Regions from separate parts of the Mus musculus genome. Here region 2 is linked to region 1. The links are chromatin contacts, called in public ChIA-PET maps. All regions are on one chromosome and are shown on one strand. Each heading gives the region's core, a stretch centred on a gene start, on an enhancer-like site or on the middle of the called end of the contact. The rest is flanking DNA. Distances are from core to core; before and after follow the strand shown. Region 1 has its middle 16 kb from the start of Gm40125. Region 2 overlaps Sass6 (SAS-6 centriolar assembly protein).

Region 1 (2,759 bases), core at 168-2,667:
TTGTAACTCTGCCATTTTGTAATGTGCTGTAACTTGCTCCCTCTTCCAAAGTATTTGCTAATAAAACTTCAGGCACAAATTTTGTGAACTCCAAACTGTAAGTTAGCATTTACTATCAGGGCTCTATGAATCAGGAACAGACAGTTGGAGACAGGAATCAGGAAGATATGGAGAAGCAAGGAATTTCCACACCCTCTCTGGTACTCCACCCTCCCAGAATATTGAGTCTTAGAGCATCACTGAACTTTAGATGATACTTAAATATGAAGAGACTTAACTCAGGTTCCCCAAGAACAAAGATTCAAGTACAAGAAATTTATTGGGGAATTACAGGCAACAGCATCTGGAGAGAGGAGATGAGGCCAGGAAGGAAGAAAAGGCAATCAATGGAGGATGTTGTCTTTGAGCCTAGAAGCCATTGTGAAGGACAAACTTATTTCCCATGGATACACTGCACAATGGTATACATAATAAATACACTATAAAACCAGGACCTTAAGCTCCACCCACCTCCCCTTCCTCAATATAAGATGGGAGGTTTACCTACCAGCTCCCACCACCCATTGGTTGACAGCTGCTCCCTGGGATGTTATCCTGGCACTTCTTTTTGTTGCATGTATGTAAGAGTCCAAAAACAAAAAATAACCCCAGGCATAGAGGGATACAGGTATTGGCAAGCCAGAAGGGGCTATGCATTTTATCAAAGATAACAGAGAAGTATGGTATTATAGCTGAATTTACTGAATATAAGAGACCCCAGATTCAAATCCCAGCACCAGAAAAAAATTAAAAATTATACTAAGCATCTCTAGATTATTCAAATAAAACCCTCTCTAGATTGGGGTGATATCTCAGTTGGAAAGTGTTGCTGCTCAAATGACCACCATTCCCAAATTCAGTTTCCAGGACCCACCTTAAATAGCCAGGTATGGTGGCACACTTATAATCCAGTGCTAGGGCCACCAAGAAGGATCACTGGAGCTTGGTGCCATACCTAATCTATGGGCCAGGTCCTAATGAGAGACCCTATAAGAAAAACAACAAAACAAGGTAGACAGAAGGAGGGACACCCAGGTTGTCCACTGGTTTTCACATGCATCCAGGTATAAACTTACTCCGTGTGTGTGTGTGTGTGTGTGTGTGTGTGCGCGCACGCGTGTGTGTCCCCAGATGCTCAGGCAGTCACCAGCAGCCCCTGCTAATCCCCCATAAAGTCTGATTCTTCATTTTACATGACTTACAAGAAGCAACACTGAACCCTTGTTCTCCCCATTCCGATCACTCTCCTCGGCTTCCCCAGTTAATCTCCTGCTTCCCTTTCTGCCTCGTGGACTCGGCTTTTCTAGGATCTGCTCCTTCTGAGAGTCCCTCAGCTCTCTGAAACGGGAGCACCCACACCTCGGAGTGTGTGTGTTTCTGCCTCAGCCACTTCCTTTTGTATGGCCTCATCTCATCCTGTGGCTTTTGACTATGATCTCTATGCCGCCTTGCAACTTTTTTTCCTCCAAGCCCCAAACTTCTGGTGTTAAAAATAAAAACTTAATCCCTGTACAATCACCATCGTATTTGATTGACATTGTGCTTTTCCAGTGCCTTGGGCCTTAGCCATTGGATTTATCCTTAACACCTCTCTTTCTGTCACATGACACATTGAGTCTGCAGCATACCCTGCAACCTGTGCCTTAAATATATATGCAGAGCTAGAAACAGTAGCTCTATAATCCCAGCCCCTGGGAGGTAGAGGCAGGAGGATCAGAGTTCAAGGTCAACCTTAGCTAACCAGTAAGGGTCTTAATTACTTCTCTATTGCTGTGATAAAATACTATTACCAAGGAAACTTAGAGAAGAAAGTTTATTCTGGGTTTATGGCTTCAGAGGGTAGAGTTCATGACAGCTAAGCAAAGGAATAGTTCAGAGCTCACATCTTGAGATACAACCATGAAACAGGGAGAGAGAGAAACAGAAAGAGAGCCAGACAGTCTGACAGACAGAGAGACAGGCAGAGAGACAGACAAACAGAGAGACAAAGAGACAAAGAACATGAACACCAGGGATCTTTCAAAACTTCAAAGCCCATCCTTAGTGACTTAGCTTCTCCAACAAGGCCATACCTCTTAGGAGCCTATGGGCTGGGGGTGGCAGCCAGTCTCATTCAAACCACCACAGTAAATGTGAGGTGAGTTTGTGCTGCAAGAAACTCTGTTTCCTCAAACAAAAATATGTTCATAATTGGGATGGTTCTCCAGCCATTATTCCATCAAAGCCACTACCATCTCCTATATAACTAGAGCAATTCTCTAGCTAGCTTCCCTCGGGGCAACTATGAGCATTCCAGAATCCTGCCAAGCTTTAGCGATTCTTTGCTTTAATAGTATCCCAAGTCATTCAGAGGAAAAGTCAAAATCTTAATACTGCAATATAAGGCAGTCTTAAGATAATACCATGCCGGGCGTGGTGGCACACGCCTTTAATCCCAGAACTTGGGAGGCAGAGGCAGGCTCATTTCTGAGTTTGAGGCCAGCCTGGTCTACAAAGTGAGTTCCAGGACAGCCAGGTCTATACCGAGAAACCCTGTCTCGAAAAACCAAAAAAAAAAAAAAAAAGATAATACCGTATCTCAGCATCATCCAATCCCGCTGTCTGCCTCTATTTCTCTTCTTGCCTGCCACACTGGTCCTTACAGTTTCTTGAACCTTCTAGCCCCTCCTTCCTTGACTTCTTACCTCAGTGCTCCCTTGCCAGGGCTCACTCACTCACCT
Region 2 (2,712 bases), core at 40-2,539, 190 kb after region 1:
GATTGTATCAGATTCTTACCAGTTGGTCTGCTTAGGGACACTTTATCAAGATACACCTGCAGGGAATATAAACTGAAGACTTGTGATTCATTCGATCATTTTTATTGTAAAAAAAAAAAAATCTTAATCTGCCACCTGAGAGCTGGGAGAGCTTCCACCTGTGACCATTGAGCCTTACATTGACTTTACATTCAGTTCTCATACAACTTTCAAAGTTTTTTTTTTTTTTTTTTTTTTGAGACAGGGTCTATTATTATGTAGTTCAAGCTGTCCTGGAACTGGCTATGTATGTAGACCAGGCTGGCCTCAAACCCAGATCCACCTGCCTCTGTGTCCCAAGACCTAGGACTAAAGCTGTGTACCCACCAAGCCTGAGTTACACAATATATTTGGTTTATAATTTCTCCTCCCAGATGGTCTCCAGTTTCCTACCCACCCAATTTTATGTTCTTTCTCCCTTAAAAAAGAAAATAAAAATAACCAATCAGTAAGATAAAAATATCAAACCAGCCGGGCAGTGGTGGCGCACGCCTTTAATCCCAGCACTCGGGAGGCAGAGGCAGGCGGATTTCTGAGTTGGAGGCCAGCCTGGTCTACAGAGTGAGTTCCAGGACAGCCAGGGCTGTACAGAGAGACCCTGTCTCGAACCCCCTTCCCCCCCCCCAAAAAAAAAATCAAACCCAAAACAGTGTATTCGACCTTGTGCTAGTCAAGTCCTGGGTATGGGCATTTGGAGTTTGGTTGATGTACCTAGTGACACTCTTAAGGATTTTGAGTGAAATTAAGTATTCATAGTGAGTAAATCATTTTCTCTGAAATAATTTTTATATAAAAATCATTGGGACAGTGTATTTACATGACTGAAGTGCTTTAGTCATCTGGGCATTCCATAAAGATCATCAGTGTAATAACACCATAAAAGTTCATGGGACTTTTTATAATATTAAAATTTGTCATCAGTGTTAATAAAGCAGGAGGAGAGTTAACTATTGGAAATTACAACTTCCTCACTATTAAAAACTTCCAAGAACTATTCCTTTGAAATTAAGTAGTTTTAAAAAACAAAATGAAACAAAAAACCAAAAACAACCCTCTATAATCTTAGAGGTCTAATTTTGTTTTCTTGTTGACAACCACCCAAAGGAAATTAAAATTCCAAGACCCCAAAAATCTTATCTGTAAAATGTTAACAATCATGTGATATTTTAAGTTTCAAGGGGCTGAAGAGATGGCTTAGTGATGATCGGCACTAGCTACTCTTTTCAGAGGATGTGGGTTCTAATCCCAGCACCCACATGACAGCTCACAATTTTGTCACCCAGAGTGCATCAGGCATGCATGTGGTTTCTAGGCAAAACATTTATACACATTTTTTTTCAAGTACTTTACACTGTTGCAGACATTTTGAGACAGTGACGTAGAATCTTTAGCCTCACTTTCAGGATGATGGCTATTGCTAGCTGTCTTCAACGAGGGCTGTTATCACAGTTCAGTGATGGGAAGAATATTGCTATAACTACTTGAAAGCACTTATTCTGGAAAGAAGTCTCTCTATGCAGCACAGGACTGTTGTAAATACTATAGAATAAACCTAAGAGCTATGGCAGCCTTTGGAAAGGGATACAAGACATATATAGCTTTTTAGAAGAGATACCCTCCCCTTACTATTTATAAACCTGTTTCCACGATAGGACAGCTCATTTCCACGCAGGGTGTTGGTGACCTGTCTCTGTGCTAAGTGTCCACACACACAGATAGCGCCAACTCTCTGCTCTACCTCTTCTGCTTTTGTCTGAAATTGTTTTGTGTTGTATAACTGTACATGTGTTAACCATCAGAATGTTGCTTTTTGCTATTTCTGAAAGCTGTGACCTTTGTCAATAAAGCACTGAGGCTTGAGCGTTTTATATGCAAGAAGCATGTTTAGGAAATAAAAGACTAACTGTGCTTAGGAAATCAAGCATTTCCGGTTGACCTACACACTTCGTTATTTTTATCTTCAGGCTTTTTGTTTTGTTTTTGGTGAGGTGAGGTGAGGGCAGCAAATGGATTGCAGAAGGTAAGTTAAGGTAAGAGGATTTGTTACTGTAACAAAGCCTAAACCGGCCTTACAGGGAGGGACTCACAGATCAAGACCTTTTTAAAAAGAAAAAAATCATTAAAATATTTAATTTTATTAACAGAATATTTACATTTGAGACCTTATTTAATCATAGTGAATGCTCCAAGTTTAAAAAGCATTAGGCAGTAACCACACACAAGATGAAAACAGTGTAAACTATACAATACTTTATGTACATTTTTACAAAGTAACACTTTTTTAAATAATATAACTGGACACAAAAATATACACTTTAGAGAAATTCACATCAGTAATTGTATAAAGCTCTCTTCTAGGGTCCTGAAAATTTAGGACAAACATTAGCTCTGTAAATAAAGTGTTACTGTGACAGTCCTGAAAGGCCACTATATATATTTATCTACATATAGATATCACATTGACATTTTCAAGGCTACCAGCTTTACTATATAATTTTTAGATTATGTATTCAAGTGTTGAGGTCCTTATGATTATGCAAATATCAAAAGAATAGTGGTATAAGAAGCAGAACAGATTTAAACAGATTGAGCCAGATGGCTAGGCTCTGACCACCCCAATTTGAATTCTAAGTGGCTGATCTTTTCATTCTTCAGAACAGCCGTGAATAATGC

What was found. ChIA-PET counts read pairs in DNA pulled down with a chosen protein or histone mark.
Region 2: a contact with region 1 is called in an RNA polymerase II ChIA-PET map of effector CD8 T cells, with 9 read pairs. The contact joins two enhancer-like sites. A contact is called at or near these places in 3 of 39 promoter capture datasets (the 3T3-L1 cell line, the HPC-7 cell line and liver), 2 of 115 datasets of contacts at active chromatin or transcription factors (effector CD8 T cells and memory CD8 T cells) and 2 of 9 other capture datasets (adipose tissue and pancreatic islet).

The regions. Positions count from the first base shown.
Region 1 is chr3:116,438,899-116,441,657 of GRCm38.p6, forward strand. No RefSeq gene overlaps it. Among named protein-coding and RNA genes, the nearest start is that of Gm40125, 16 kb to the left of the region's middle. Within about 2 kb of position 1,418, at least 51 of the 459 cell types and tissues checked have an H3K27ac peak or open chromatin away from gene starts, as enhancers often do. A contact at or near this core is called in effector CD8 T cells and memory CD8 T cells, where this site is marked.
Region 2 is chr3:116,629,027-116,631,738 of GRCm38.p6, forward strand. It overlaps Sass6 (SAS-6 centriolar assembly protein), which reads left to right. Exons shown (of 17, transcript NM_028349.3): 17 at 1-1,960. It overlaps Mfsd14a (major facilitator superfamily domain containing 14A), which reads right to left. Exons shown (of 12, transcript NM_008246.2): 12 at 2,138-2,712. Among named protein-coding and RNA genes, the nearest start is that of Trmt13, 16 kb to the left of the region's middle. Within about 2 kb of position 1,290, at least 8 of the 459 cell types and tissues checked have an H3K27ac peak or open chromatin away from gene starts, as enhancers often do. A contact at or near this core is called in effector CD8 T cells and memory CD8 T cells, where this site is marked.